Regions from separate parts of the Mus musculus genome. Here regions 1, 2, 3 and 4 are each linked to region 5. A link is a contact called in public Hi-C and promoter capture Hi-C data. All regions are on one chromosome and are shown on one strand. The core of a region is the stretch at or near the end of the contact, and the rest is flanking DNA. Distances in the headings are between cores, read along the strand shown. Region 1 holds the start of Fcho2 (FCH domain only 2). Region 2 holds the start of Tnpo1 (transportin 1). Region 3 holds the start of Mrps27 (mitochondrial ribosomal protein S27). Region 4 holds the start of Ap3b1 (adaptor-related protein complex 3, beta 1 subunit). Region 5 holds the start of Hmgcr (3-hydroxy-3-methylglutaryl-Coenzyme A reductase).

Region 1 (3,049 bases), core at 26-2,525, 2.1 Mb before region 5:
CTCGGGGATCCTCTCTCGCACTAAGCCTGGTGATATTAGGAATCCAGTACCAGCCGCTTTTGCAGGGTGAGCTTTCTTACTCCTTTTGTTAGAATTTTCTTCTATCTTAAGCACCAAGGATAGCATAACTGGGCTGATGGTTTACAAAACAAAAGCAAATATTTATTTTAAATGGAAGAGTTAACATATACAAGAAAAACAAAAACAAACAAACAAAGGAGAGATTGCTCAGTGGTTATGAGTATTAATGCTCTTGGAGAGGACCCTGATTCAATTCCAAAGTCCACATGGTGATTCACAACTTTCTGTATCTTCAGTTTCAGAGGATCCCACACGCTCTTCTGGTCTTATTGGGCACTAGGCACACACATGGAATTCATACCTAACATGCAGGCAAATCACTCATACACATAGACCTTTTAAAATAGTATATGGAAATAGCATCTTTCCATCATTCAACTACTTGTATGGCCAATCTTGTTCCTCCTATACCCTAGTCTTCTGCCCTGCTTCCACCAAATACTCCTGAGCAGATGCTAGATGTCTTAGCTTTACGTGAATATTTCTGAAAGATATTCTTATAAAGGCACAACCTTTGTCTGGTTATCTTTTGCTATCGACTATATAAAAGATACATGAAAAGTGTTTACATACATCGTTTGGGGAGGCAAATAATTTCCTTTGAAGAAAGTGCTACATTGTCCATGTTTGAAAACGATCTTAGGACGTGCGGTGTTCATACTGTAGTTAAAACTACACTAAATCATCTCTGGAGCTTGACTTCCAACTTGCAGATCTTTGACTTAGCTTAATGAACTTGGGACCTCTAAAGTTTTTTAAACTTTTGGAAAGAAAGGCATGGCGAGGGATTTCTTTTCCCCATCAGGCCGAAGCATGTTAAAACTTGTGTCCTTTCCTCCTGGGTGTACAAACTGGTAAGATTACCACCATGGGCTTTGTGAACAGGCCTGGAAGAGTCGCGTTTCGGGTCACGCCTGCTCTCGGCAGGCGGTCCAGGCCGGCTGGCTCCCTTGTGACCGACTGCACTGCCTGAGTCTTGCAGGCGACACTGGGCGTTCCCTCCCTTTCCGGCCTTGGACAGTTTTGTTTTGGATCTTACTTCCCAGTCAAGGAGAGGCTCCCTGTTGACCAAAGGTTTCCCAGTCTCCTTGGGGTGGCCGGCTGCCAAGTTTCCTTAGTCCCAGTCTGCCAGGACCTGGGACTGCTGGAGATCCTAGAAGGCCAGGACGCTGGACGCGAGGGGGCGTGGCCCTATTAGCTCCGCCCCCCGGGCCTGCGGGTAGCTCGACTCCCGCCAGCCCCGGAGGCTCGCGCAGACTAAGCTCTGTACCATTCCTTGCGAACGCTCGGACCCGGACAGGCTGCGCGCACGCGCACTCGGGAGCGACAGTCAGGCTCTCGCCCCGTGGTGGCGGCGGCCGCGCCTGCCGCTAGGTGGCGCATGCGCCCTAGAGGGCGCGGGCGGTCTCTGGGAAGAAGGCGGCGGCGGCGAGAGGCGGGGGCGCCGTAGGGGCCGGTCCGTGTTTACACAGCGGCGGGCGGGTGCGGACGCGGAACCCGGCGCGGCGGCGGCGGCGGCGGCGGCGGCGGCAAGATGGTCATGGCGCATTTCGTGGAGAATTTCTGGGTGAGCGGAGGGTGTTGGGGACGCCGCGGGCTTCGGTTTCTCCCCGCGGCCTGCGTGCGCGGCGGGCGGCGGCTCCTCGGGCGGCCGAGCGAGAGTCCACGGCCCCGGGGTTGCCCGGCCGAGCTCCCGCGGGCCACGGCTCTCCGGCCACCCGCCTCCTCCGGGTTGGCCACTGCGCGCGGCGCCCGGGCTGGCAGCGCGGCCCGGGAGTCTCGGCGGGGACTCCAGAGGGCCGGCGGCGCCGGGCGGGGACAAAGCGCCGACGGGGCGTGCGTGCGCGGCGTCCGGCGCGGGGAGCCGGGCACCCGGCTGGTCGGCTTCCCGCGGCGCAGGCCCGGGACCCCACGCAGAGTCCGTGCAGGGCCGAGCGGGCTCGGCACTTCCTCTTGGCCGCGCGGCTGGGCTGGTGGGGGCTGCGCCCAGGACTTTGCCTTCAGGCCTGCTCACAAAGCCCGTGGAAGTTGGGTTTCGTGGACCTTCCTCGGGCTCCCCACACCCCTCTAGTCTCCTCGCCGTGTGATTTCGTGCAGTTGCTGTTAGCCGATCGTGGCAAGTACGCTTCTGCCATGAACAGGAAAGTTACGTGTTTACTCAGGTATCTTGGCCGAACTTGGGTTTTCGTGGCCCGACAGTTGCAAATACGGCACCACTTTCATTTAGGTAAGGTGTTGAAAGGAGTCAGCTTTCAGTCATGCCAGCTACTGCTAGCTGAGATTCTTAATTCAGTCTCAAGCACGGGCTTGAATACAATCAGTTCATGGTTATTTGTTTTGAATGTTAATTCGCTTTTCGCAATCATCTGTACTCGGTGGTGTTTTTAAAGAGCGGTTTTATGCATGCACTTAAAGTGTATACTGTGAAGAGTTCCTCATTGTTTTTTTGCAAACATCACCACAGTCAATTTTAGAACAATTTCATAACCTCAGAAAAAATCCCTTACCGGTTAGGAGTCATTCCCAGTTTGCCCCTTGTCTCGGTCCCTAGGCAACCGATCTGCTTCTACAGTTCCGTCCTTTCTGGACCCGGCTCTCTGATGACTATTTCACTTACCATAGTATTTTCAAAGGTAATCCACGAGATAATACATATTACTATTTCATTCCTTTTTATGATCAAATAATATTCCATTCCCTTTTTTACTTATCTATTCATTGGTGATGGATATTTGGTACCCATCGCAACGTCTCTTTTATTATGAGTAATATTGCAATGAACACTTTATACAAGTGTGTCAGAGCATGTGTTTTTCTTTGTAGAATGGAATTTACTGGATCACGTGTTTAACTCTATATTTGCACATGGTTAGCCAAAGGGCCAAGAAGCAGATGGAGTACTCTTTCAGTCAACTGCTAGACTGTTCCTCAGAGTGGCTACAGCATTGCACCGTGCTCTGCAGTGTCT
Region 2 (2,857 bases), core at 153-2,652, 2.3 Mb before region 5:
TTAGAAAATTCCTTTCCAAGAACACTACTCTATCTAACTTCTATTAAATCAACATTTAAAAATGTTTATTTTATTTGATAGAGACAAAGTTTCTCTGTGTAGGCCAGGCTGGCCTGGAACTCAGCAATCTGTCTGCCTCTGCCTCTGGAGTGATGGGACTAAAAGTGTGGGCTGCCATGCCTGGCCATATTTTAGTAATTTTAAATATTTTCCCTTTCAATTTTCAGCTTTCTGATGATAAAAACCATCTTTTAGTCTCAAACTTTGAGTTAAGCTAATTGTAACACTAAAAAGTATTACAAGTGAAGATTTTTAAGCTTCTTAATAAATAAGTTGTAAATATTTAGCATTTTTCAAGAATTAGGTACAATAATTTTACCTGTAAAGTGTATGGAGAGCAATCACTGCCTAAACAAGAAGTATGTAACACTAAGGCAGTTGAAAGCACTGATGTGAAGATAATTCTCGCTGGCCACTCACTCAGAAAAAAGGACCACCTTGCTGTGCATATTTAAAATACTCATACGTGGTAAGTTTGTGTAAAAATAACCAGGCAGGGAAGAACGATTCTTCCAAGACCGGGTTTCTCAGTATAGCCCTGGCTGGCCTTGAACTCAGAAGTCTGCCTGACTCTGCCTCCCAAGTGCTGGGATTAAAAGCGTGTGCTACCACTGGGAAGAACAATTCACCTCTCTTCATTACCATTATTGCAACTGGCTTGAAAAGTGCCTACCTCTCCCATTTTAAAACACTTTCAGCTTGAAGTTACAGTACCTCTCTGGTGGTGGCTGTATAAGGAGAGAGGAGAGCTTATTATCTCCAAGCTCAGGGAACTAGCTTTATAGTAGAAACATACCTAGAGATGTAAACCTAATTTTCTAAATCATTTCATTTGGTTTTATATGGTAGTTTCGTGCTACATCAGCACATTTCAGAAGCCCCTGTGTTATCAAGGGGGCCGCCGTCCGCCCACACCCTTCTGCCTTGTCCCAGGAAAGCTGTAACAGTTCGACTGTGGGACGAGCGGCCTGGTGGGTGTCGCCGGGCTCTGGGCTCGGCGGTCTCCCGGGGGGGACACGAGTGCACTCCGGGCACGCACGTCACCTGCCGCCGGAAGGGCCGTGCATCTGGGCGTTCACACTCAACGGGCTGGGCAGCGGAGGCCGCGACTGAGCCCCAGGCTGGCTTGTGGGGGCTGCAGTGGGCGCGAGGGGGTGTGAGGCGGGCACGGGGCCGAGGCGTCGACCCCGGGACCCCGCTTGGTGAAAACCGCTGGGGCGCGCCGCCCGCCCGCCCGCCTTCCCGACGCAGGCCAGCAGGCCCAGGCCGCAGTTTTCCCAGCCCCGTCGCCGTTGCCAAGGCGACCGCCGCCGAAGATTCCCGCGCCGGGCTCCGCCCCCCGGCCAATCGGACCGGCGCTCGCCGGAGCCCGGATTCTCTTTGTTCCGCAGCCATTTCAGGCCCCGGACGGGAGGCAGCGCCGCTTCGGCAGAAAGGCCCGAGCGCCGGAGGCCTCTGGGATGGTGTGGGACCGGGTAGGTTGGCGTGAGGGTGCGTGGCCAGGGCGGAGGCGGGTGGGAAGCGGCCCGAGCGAGCTCCGACCGGCCGCCGCGCCGAGGGGACCGCGCTCCGCTGTCCGCCCTCTCGGACGGGGCCTGGCCGTTTGGAGCCCGCCGGCGACGGCGCGGTTCTAAGCCCAACAGCTGCGGTCCCGGGCGCCCTGCGGGTCCCGGACAGGGCAGGCGGCGCCCCAGGAGCGGGAGGTCGGTCCTGGGGGTGGCGGGAGGCTGGCGGGCCGAGCCGCTGCGATGCCCGTCAGGCCGCACGGTGCGAGGGCCCGAGGTCGCCGGTCTTTGTCCCGGAGCCTCGCACACTCCGGTTTCTGCAGCCAGCTGATCCGTCTCCCCCGAGGGCCTGCTGGCCTCGCGACCTGTGAACATAATTTTAATGTTTGTAACTACGGGTTTTGCTTAGGTTTGTGGGTTTTGCACGTCTGCCTCTGTCTGCCCACGCCACGGGGAAGGGCCGCCGAGGAACAGACCCGCCACCACAATCAAACTGGCTTTAGAAAGGCTTTCTTCCTCTTAGAAATGATCTCGCGGGGCTTAATTTTTTTTAATCACGTGGGGTTTGCAGGGATTGTTTACAGTTTCACTTTGTTACGCCAGTCGCGAATCAGCTGTTAACTGTAGAAACGAAGTCAGAGGCTGTCCACTAGTTGGGGAGATTGTATTAAGAAGCTTAGTATGTCCTGTTCGAAAAACAGTGATGGCTTCAATGAGTACGTAAGCAATGCTTTTCCCCCCTAAAGAGAAGACGCTCCTTAAATGCAAAATATTCGGTGAAATCAGTATTTGGAACTGACCTGTCTGTCTGCAATGTGCACGCTCAGACGTGTTCATCTTTAGGATACCAAAAGTACCTGCTGGGTTTTGAGTTTCCCTATCGAAACTTTCACTTAAGTGTGGTAAGAAAGTGTGCTAATGAAGTAAGTGGATGGTTTGTAGTTGGTGAGAAGTGATCCTTGTTACTGTCCTGTAACCCTCCGTCCTGGTTCTAGAGAATGGCTGGTCTATGTGGAAATTTGCAAGTGCAAAGGAAAAATACTACTTTAGAGGTGGCCGATTTATTTTAAACTCCTTGACACTTGCCGTGTGTGGGTGAATAGTGGTTTGGCAATTCAGCTTTTACTTGAGTCCGTGTACACCTACTGCACTGTGAGTGGTTCGTCTTCCCTTTCTGAAGAGGGCCTCGGCCTTCCATTAGCCATGTGCTTTTCCATCCTGCCCTGGCCAGAAATTACTGAATTCCTCCCACTGAAAGACCTATAGAAAATATTTTTGTATTTCTCCCTCCA
Region 3 (2,803 bases), core at 129-2,628, 2.7 Mb before region 5:
AATAAAAATGTTACATTTTAAATTGTCCAAGACAAAAGACATCAGCTACATGGATGTACTGACCACATAAAACACTAACTGCCGTGAAGAAACTTAGTTTTTAATCTTATTTATCTTCAACTTAAATTTAAATAGCTACAAGTACTAGCAACTACCAAGTTGGGATAGCTTCAGAGTATAAACTGCCAAAGTAAAGGTTCTCTCAAGTTGCTCTGTGTAGTTTCCATTCCTTTGTTACAATAGTTGCCCCAGCCATTATAAGCAACCAACTTACTCTCCTGTATCTACTAGTGTGGGTCTTATGAAACTTCAAAGAATTTACTACCAATCACAATTAAATATGCCAAATAGCTCTACAAAGCACTCTTAGTGCCAAATATTGTTCGTATCAATTTGTCAAATGTGTGATATGAAGTGTTCTTGCCAGGTAGTTCAAACACTTTATCTTTAGAAAACTCTTGAGGACAACTGTGGAGTTTTTAAATGGCTGTACACTTACAGGAGTGAGAGCAAGTGAGCATTGCTTCTCTTTTTGTGACTGGTGTTAAGGGAGTCTGATTGAAAACAAGCAGCATTGCAAACATCCAAGTGTGGTTAGTTCATTTTACTTCTGTTATCTGGCACATCTTCAAGGATTACGAGATTGTAAGCACTACAAACTCGGGTTTTGCAAAAACTTCAAAACGTATTTTCACCATTAGGTACCCTAAAAAGGCTTTGAGTGATTATGTGATTCAACTCAAGCCATCAAATCGCTCTGCTTGTTTACCTACTGGTGGAAAAAAAAAAAAAAAAAGAAATGTCAGGCAGAAGTTGTGGCCAAGGTCACCAGGTAAAGTGAGGCTAGTGTTGAAAAATTCTTTCAGGAGATGAAGACCAAGGGTTCGGGTCATCAAGTACAAGGCAGTGAGGGAAAACTTTTGCCTGATGACCCTCCAAAGAAATCTCAGGGGAAGAAAACTGTTCTAGCCCACGGAGTGAACATATTTGGGTTTTTCATGATCACCAAGAAGTCTACTAATTTAATACATTAAACTTGCAAGACATACGCAGAACCTCATGCTACAGCCTTCCCCTACTTTTCAAAAGTTTGGAATGGCGGGTACTAGCCTTAAAGAAGAGGGATTATTTTTCCTTTCTGGGTTACCAATACCCTAAACGGCTTCTCTAGCAACCGGATCCCAGACGCACTTATGCGCTTCCTGGAAGCCCATCACCCCCTTCCTTCAATAAACAGCGTGCTGGGAGGCCTAAATGGAGCTGCAGCTCCAAGGCAGCAGCCACCAACCTGCGAGGCAAAGGCGAGACGCGTCTAGTCGCCGAGCCAGGAGCATCCCACACCGCACCATGGGAGCCGCCATCTTGGAGCGCACCAAGTGGAAGGCGGGCGTGGGGGGACAGGCACAGAGCCCGCCTCCGCCGGAAGTGGTCCTACCACCTCAGAGGTCCCCCCTGCCCGGGTCCCGCAGATGGTGCAGCCCGGCCCGGAACAACATGGCTACAGTGTTTCGGCCCCTGGAACGCCTGCGGGTGCCGCGTCCTTCGCTGCATCCCGGGGTGACGGGCTCAGGCTCCGCCTGCTGCCGCTGCACTCTCGGAGGTACGAGCGGCCGCACGCCTGGAAGGAGGGAGGGTGGAAGAGAAGGGAGCGTGAGCCCACCGCGGCCTCTCTTTTTGGAGGAGGCTCGTGCGCCCTTTCCCTTTTGCTGCACGCGTGAGCAGCCCGGTTTGCTTCCGGACTGTGAACCCCTCTGCTCTGTGCCTGGAAAGCAAAGGGCAGCTAGGGACTGCACTTGCAAAGGTCCAAGTTGCTCTTCGAGAACATACCTCAGTCGTCGGGTGTCCTTTTCTGCAAGGTTTTGGTGCGGAGTTTAAGAGATGGGAACCCAAGCTGTGCTGCTTACATTCTCAAAGACTCGAGGCAGGCGTCCTCATCCCCCAAATTATTCCTTACCGCCTTTCTGAAGGCGTGACTGCTATTGATAATAAAATTATTATAATGTGGGCGCGCACACACACACATAGCATCCAGTGACAGAGGTACCCTTCTTCATTTACAGAATAGGAAGTAGACAAGGTTGTCACTCGCCCAAGGTCACAGGGAGCTGGCAGATGCTGTATTTGAACTAAAGACCCAGATCTGACAGCGTCACAGGACTGCCTTTTCATAAACAACTATTTTTGTTACTACCTTACTGTGTCAGATCTCAGTGCACGGTTCATCTGTTTTTATCTCATGCACAGCCAACGATGCAGAAGGGTACATTCCAGACTTGCTGATCTGTGGTCAGTGATTTCTGATCTAGGGTTACTGAGTCCAGATCTGAAAGGCTATCTTCAGTGCCGAAGTTTCAAAACTGGAAGTCATGATATAGCTTTTCCCAATATTTCATGTTTCTCCCAAAATAAACCAAGCAAAAGTGTGTGTGTGTGTGTGTGTGTGTGTGTGTGTAGGTGTCTGCAGTGTGTGTGTGTGTGTGTGTAGGTGTCTGCATTGCTAGCCCCCAACTAGATAGCAAATGCCCATTTGTTCTTCATAGCTCATCTTGTCAACCAGTCTTCACACTCCATCAATCCCTACCTCTTTCAAATGTAAGACTTGCATTCAATACTTGACTGGAGATGTTTGCTTCTCACCAGGGATATATAGTATTTGTACCTCTCTGGATGGATCCTTTAGAGGCAACCATGCTCTTATTTGCTGCGGGGGAGGGGGAGAGCAATCAAAATGACTTTATTTTCTTTTTCTACTTTTTAGCTAAAAGATACCTACTCACAGATAACATTGTGAAGTTAAAGGAAT
Region 4 (2,751 bases), core at 113-2,612, 2.3 Mb after region 5:
AATTATTATTTTAGTTACACCTCTTAATATCCATAAAACTATCAACCAAGTTTCCTTACCTTAAGTGGGTAGAATCTAGTGATAGTCTATTATGTTTTACTATACTGCGTAACAATAAGAGAACAAAAATTTAAAAAGAATGTGTAATGGCATGGTGGTGTGTGCACTGGAGTAGCAGAGGCAGGAGGATTTCTCTGAGTTTCAGGCTAGCCTGCTCTACCTAGTGAGTTCCAGGCCAGCCAAGGTTACACAGTGAGACCCTGTCAGAAAGAAAAGGGAGGGGAACGACAAATAATCTAAGTTGTCATAATTCTGTACATTTATCCACAGCCCATCAACACGCCAAAATGTAAAACCCAAACTAAAACAGAACCCGCTAAGGATGTTTTCAATTCTTGGCGGTATTTGACGCGAACCATAAGTAACTTTTTACAAAAATCAGTATACACGGTTGGTGCTTATTTTTAAAATTCATACTATTTGTAAAGAACTAGAACTGGGTTTGGTTCACAACAACACTCTATTTAAATATTATCTCAGTGCTTCAGTGGGGGCGGGGAAGTACCCTGGTGCAAAGATCATCACATGAAAAACGCCAAAGGTGGTAGAAAAAATAAGTTTGTCATTTATACAAAACCCCCAAACCACCGCTTAGTCCCTACATTATAGGGTCCCAATAAGCAGCAGGCCCACTCCCCACTCCCTTCCCCAAATACCCTCGTCACCTTTAAATAAATGACTTTCTCGAGGTCTGATCCTGTAGACCTCAAATTCACTAGAAGTTCAAAATTCAAACTCCTGTGCGCAGCCCAGATCAACTCAGTCAACGGTTTGGGAAGTGGAACCTCGGCTCACCAACTGGTTTGCTTTTTCCCCCCCACACACACCAAAGTTTGAAGACCACAGGCGCCGCCTTGGGCGTCCCCAGACGTCCCCAACAAGCCCCGCACCCGGCGGGGCCACCCCCACCCACCCACCCACCGACCCACCGCAGCGGGGGCGGCAGGGAGGTTCCCCAGGAACCGAGAGCAGCCCGGGCGGCCGCCTCGCGTCCCGGCAGCGCTCCCGCACCCCGAACCCCGGTCCTCACTTCTTCCAATCGCTGCTGAAGAGGCCGAAGGCGCCCGAGGGAGAGATGGTCGAGGTGGCCTCCTGCCCGAGCTCCGCCGCCTCCCCTCCTCCCGACTGCTCGTTGTAGGCGAAACTGTTGCTAGACATCGCGGGCGGTGCTGGCCAGCAGGCGGGTGCGGGAGAGAGCGTGCGGGGTCCTCTACGGATGGCTGGCGTTCGGAGGACACCGAACCAAACTAGTTCTGGGGCGGAGGGGGCGCGCGCCGGCGCTTCCGGGCTCGTCACTGCTCCGGCTGACCGGGCGGCCCACCCCCTGCGCGTGCGCACTGTGTCCGTGCGGGCCCGCGCCTGCCGCTCCCGGTGCGCTAGATTGTCGCGCTCCGGGTGTTAGGGGCTGCCGGGAAGCTACACTCGGGACCCTTAACAGGAAGCTGGGGTTTTGCACCGGGTCAGCCGGAGAGTCGTGGGCACGTAAAGAACTGGATATGAGGCCCTTGGATGCGTTTTGGTGGAGGAGATCTCAGATCCTCCAGGGTTCGTTGCTTCTCTTCTGCTGTCCACTGATCGCTCCCCGATGGCTCCTGAAACGCGGTGCACAGGTCGGAAGAACTTGGCTTCAGCGGCCACAAGCTCTCAGCCCTCGAGGCTGGCTTCCGCCCCTCTCACAGCCAGAGTGGCCTGACGTTCTAGACGTGAAAGCTCCTCCTTCGGAGGAGGCTTTCAGGATCTGCGCGGAGGCGATCATCCGCCTGCAAGCTTTGCCTAAGTTTTTCCTGGGGCCCGAGGTTCTTACTTGAAGTTCGAGGCTTGCGTCCTGCCCGCAGTCAGCTGCCGCGAGCTAAGCCTGGGCCAGAAGCTGGAGTGCGCTCTCCTCCGAGCGCCGCCTGCTTCCACTCTTGGGCAAGTGGCTTTCCAACAACACCTAAGCAGCAAGATGGGATGGTTTCTGGCTGCAGAACTGCAACCCTTCTGTCCCGGGCAGCTTTCCAAGAGGACCCTCACCAGCCTCCCTGGTGACTACCGTTCCTTCGTTCCTCTTTCCCTACACATGCGGTCCAGAAAGGACTGAATACCTGCAGCCCTGCAGCAAATCACCAAAACCCAAGGGTAGCACCAGGCAAACACCAAGGTCCCACCAAGATTTCTCGACTTGACTGAAAGATTGCGTTGTCTCTCGGAAAACACGCTCCTCCTTAGTGCTAGGAGAGAGAGGAGCAATCAGCCTCCAAACTGACCAAACGTTGGCGGTTAATTAGCTTTTCAATACACCTATCCAGACAGTGTTCGAGCATCGCAAATATGTTTCTTCCCAGTGTTGATGATATTGATAGATTTGTAGAATCTCTCCTACGACTGACTGATCGATGGTGATGATACATAACAAGGTGTTATATGATGCTTAGCTTATACCCCAGACACTATACTAAGTGGTGTGCATGGATAAATTCATTTACTACGGGAAGACACTAGGCTTTGCTTATTTTGTCAAGTAATGACAATGTGAACACATCCTCAGTACAAAATATACCTGAGTATATAATTGTTTTTATTTTGGAATGTAAACGCTTTTACTAGATATTCTAAATTGCTCTCCTACCATTTACGTATGAGAGGGATTTCCTCACATTCTCATAATTTTGTCATAATGTGATATAGATTTTTGTGTTCTAATTAATTTTT
Region 5 (2,755 bases), core at 187-2,686:
GAATGAAATCTTAGTTTTCCAATTGATTCAAGTTGTTTAGAGCATGTTCTTTGTGTGAAATGGGAGCAATCCCTATTTTATAACAACGATGAGACTCTAACCAGGTACTTTTTTAGTTTATGAAAAGTACTACTGAACATATAGTGTTTTAAGAGATGGCTCATCGGTTAAGAGCACTTCAGTTCTTCAGAGAATTCAGATTCAGTTTCCACTTACATGGCAGCTAACAACCATCTTACGTAACTCCAGTTCCAGAGGATCCCCCACCCTCTTCTTGCTATTCCTTGGGCACTGTTCTGTACATGTAGTGCACAGCAGCACACACACACACACACACACACACACACACACACACACAGAAACAGAGAGCGCACAAAAACAAAAGGAGTTATGTACCAATTGCTCTCTTTACGACATTTCCACATAAAACAGTAAGACAAGTCATAGACTATTACGGAAGTGCTATGGGCGTTCAGAAGAGAGATATGACATATGTTTGAGAGAATCAGGAAAGGAGGTGGCATATGAATGATCCTTGAGGTATAATTAGGATTTCAAAATTTAAAGTGGGTAGGTATATCCGGGCTAAACTAAGACCATGAGCAGGGGTGTCAAAAGCGATTCAGTACAATCGAAGGGTAAGTTACTCTAGGCTAACACAGGGATAGAGTTGTGTAGGTGAAATGGGGTTGGGCCATACTGGAGGCTGATTTAGGGGCAGGTGTATGGCATAAGAGGAAGATTACTGCAGCAGAAACGCCAGAAGCAGAAGGTGTAAGCACCCGAGAGTGGGAAGACCAGTTAGGAGAGGTTATTGCAAGTTTGAGTTAAGGGCTTGATAAAGGCCTTCAGCCAGCAGGAGAGCAGAGGGAATTCAGAGACGACACTGGAGAGGGACTCTTCAGCAAGAATCCAGTGTGCGACAGGTGACCTAGATAGCCGGAGCCATTAGCACTGATGGGTATGTCACAGGGGGTTTGGGCTGCAAGTCCCTGCCACATTTCGTTTTCTTTTTTAAATTCCTCTTTTTTTTTTTTTCAGAGCTCTACTACTTCCCCACAGATCTCTCTACTAACTGGGCTTTTTCTTTTCAACCTTAACCCGCGTTCACGCTCCAACTCTAACACGGTGGCCTCCCGTGGTCTTCCCACGGGGGCAAGACCCTGCAGGTCAAACTCTGAGTTCGGGGTACTCCACCCGCGGCATCCCCTGTTCCCCGCGCGGGCGGCGTCCTTGCAGGCGCCCCTCGGCTCGGAGACCAATAGGAAGGCCGCGATGCTGGGACCCGACCCGTCATTGGTTGGCTCTGCCGTGGTGAGAGATGGTGCGGTGCCCGTTCTCCGCCCGGGTGCGAGCAGTGGGCGGTTGTTAGGGAGACCGTTCGTGACGTAGGCCGTCAGGCTGAGCAGCCGCCCGACGATTGGCTAGGGGATCGGACGATCCTTCCTTATTGGCGGCCCGCTGGCGGCCTGGAGCGTGCGTAAGCGCAGTTCCTTCCGCCCGGGGCTCCGTTGGCTGGAGACGGCAGCTGGGCCGGCTTGGCCTCCATTGAGATCCGGAGGTGAGCTGGCGGACGCTGGGGACCGGCGGGACAGCGGGTCTCGCGCTCCGCCTGGGCTCACGAGGCGGCTGCGAACCGAGGGGACCGCGAGGACACGTCCTTGAGGCCCGGCGGCAGGGCGGCGGCCAGGGAACCCGTGGGCCGGGTGGGCCTGAGGGCCAGTGCAGCGACGGGGCGTCCGTGGGTTCAGTCCGGAGGGCGCTGTGCTGACCCGGCGGTCACGGTCATCCGTGTACGAGTGCCTGGCAGAGGGGACAGCGGGAGCCCTAGAGAACAAGGGTTCACGCCCAGGCGCTGCCTTGCGGCAGGACCCGTCTTTAAAGTGATGGAGATGTAGGCTGCAAATTGACCCGATCCGCGTGGGTACGGCAGGTTGTGCTCTTCCTAGTGGGCCCGGAGGAGGATGCGAGGTCTGTACAGGCACAGCTAGCCCTCCGAAGTCGGTCTCTCGACCTTTATGTTATAGTCTTTCTCCTAAGGGGCGTAGTCTCATTGATACTGATGTCAATTTACCTTATGCACCTATTGGAATTATTTGGTTTGAATGAAGAAAATGGCCTTAGAGGTTCGCAAGTAAAACAGTAGACTTCTGAGGTTGGGCGAAGTTAATAGTCTTTCATCGAAAGCGGACAGATGGAAATCTTTCCTCTCTTGAGGTTGTATCTTTTCGGGCTAAGGCCTGTAAAGGCACAGGAAACGTCTGTTACTGGCTCTTTACTTACAAAGTCGTTGTGTACAATTAAAGCATCACACGAAGTAGGGAATACATTTTGTTTGGTTACTTGTGATTTATTTGTATTTTATTTATCGTAGGGCAAAAGTCTTGGATCTACATTGGGCTGCGTTTTGTGGGCTTACTTGGTCGTAGTGCCTTTCTAGAACTTGACCAGGCAAGATAAAGGGTGTGCTTGCTCACACTGCTATATTTTTGTCTAATTTGTAGACTGTGAGCTATATTCTGGGATCAGTTTCTGAATCCTTAAATCTATCTTGAAATTGTGCTTTTTTTTTTTTTTTTAAGTTCTTAAAATAGTAGTTCTTTATGGTTCCACTTAATACTTTGGTCAGAGAACTTGACCATGAAGAGGAGATGGACTTAGAAACTGGTAATGTATGGTAAAGTTGGGTACAGAACTTGTTTTCTGTGCAAGGTGATGATGGCCCCCTTTGATGGATGGGTAGGTTAAGAATGCT

What was found. Promoter capture Hi-C pulls out the DNA fragments that hold promoters and counts their contacts. A called contact is a pair of places that touch in the nucleus more often than the background predicts. Capture Hi-C pulls out chosen DNA fragments and counts their contacts.
Region 1: a Hi-C map of B cells shows a contact between it and region 5, with 6 read pairs. The contact joins the promoter of Fcho2 here to the promoter of Hmgcr in region 5. A contact is called at or near these places in 2 of 39 promoter capture datasets (erythroid cells and liver), 1 of 484 Hi-C or Micro-C datasets (B cells) and 1 of 115 datasets of contacts at active chromatin or transcription factors (astrocytes).
Region 2: a contact with region 5 is called in a promoter capture Hi-C map of pre-B cells, with 3 times the contacts expected there. The contact joins the promoter of Tnpo1 here to the promoter of Hmgcr in region 5.
Region 3: a promoter capture Hi-C map of liver shows a contact between it and region 5, with 2.8 times the contacts expected there. The contact joins the promoter of Mrps27 here to the promoter of Hmgcr in region 5. A contact is called at or near these places in 1 of 39 promoter capture datasets (pre-B cells), 1 of 115 datasets of contacts at active chromatin or transcription factors (bone marrow-derived dendritic cells) and 1 of 9 other capture datasets (liver).
Region 4: a contact with region 5 is called in a promoter capture Hi-C map of pre-B cells, with 4 times the contacts expected there. The contact joins the promoter of Ap3b1 here to the promoter of Hmgcr in region 5.

What each region holds. Positions count from the first base shown.
Region 1 is chr13:98,813,675-98,816,723 of GRCm38.p6, reverse strand. Fcho2 (FCH domain only 2) reads left to right here and starts at 1,275. Exons shown (of 26, transcript NM_172591.3): 1 at 1,275-1,648. The coding sequence starts at 1,616. Gm34995 (a long non-coding RNA gene) reads right to left here and starts at 743. Exons shown (of 3, transcript XR_382806.4): 1 at 655-743.
Region 2 is chr13:98,924,929-98,927,785 of GRCm38.p6, reverse strand. It overlaps Tnpo1 (transportin 1), which reads left to right and starts at 1,402. Exons shown (of 24, transcript NM_178716.3): 1 at 1,402-1,535. The coding sequence starts at 1,521. Gm52051 (translation initiation factor IF-2-like) reads right to left here. Exons shown (of 2, transcript XR_003950643.1): 1 at 380-2,857.
Region 3 is chr13:99,343,361-99,346,163 of GRCm38.p6, reverse strand. It overlaps Mrps27 (mitochondrial ribosomal protein S27), which reads right to left and starts at 1,378. Exons shown (of 11, transcript NM_173757.3): 1 at 1,289-1,378. The coding sequence starts at 1,361. It overlaps Ptcd2 (pentatricopeptide repeat domain 2), which reads left to right and starts at 1,486. Exons shown (of 10, transcript NM_026873.2): 1 at 1,486-1,600; 2 at 2,759-2,803. The coding sequence starts at 1,495.
Region 4 is chr13:94,357,571-94,360,321 of GRCm38.p6, reverse strand. Ap3b1 (adaptor-related protein complex 3, beta 1 subunit) reads right to left here and starts at 1,362. Exons shown (of 27, transcript NM_009680.3): 1 at 1,091-1,362. The coding sequence starts at 1,218. It overlaps Gm9776 (predicted gene 9776), which reads left to right and starts at 1,399. Exons shown (of 1, transcript NR_045619.1): 1 at 1,399-2,751.
Region 5 is chr13:96,669,617-96,672,371 of GRCm38.p6, reverse strand. It overlaps Hmgcr (3-hydroxy-3-methylglutaryl-Coenzyme A reductase), which reads left to right and starts at 1,436. Exons shown (of 20, transcript NM_008255.2): 1 at 1,436-1,561.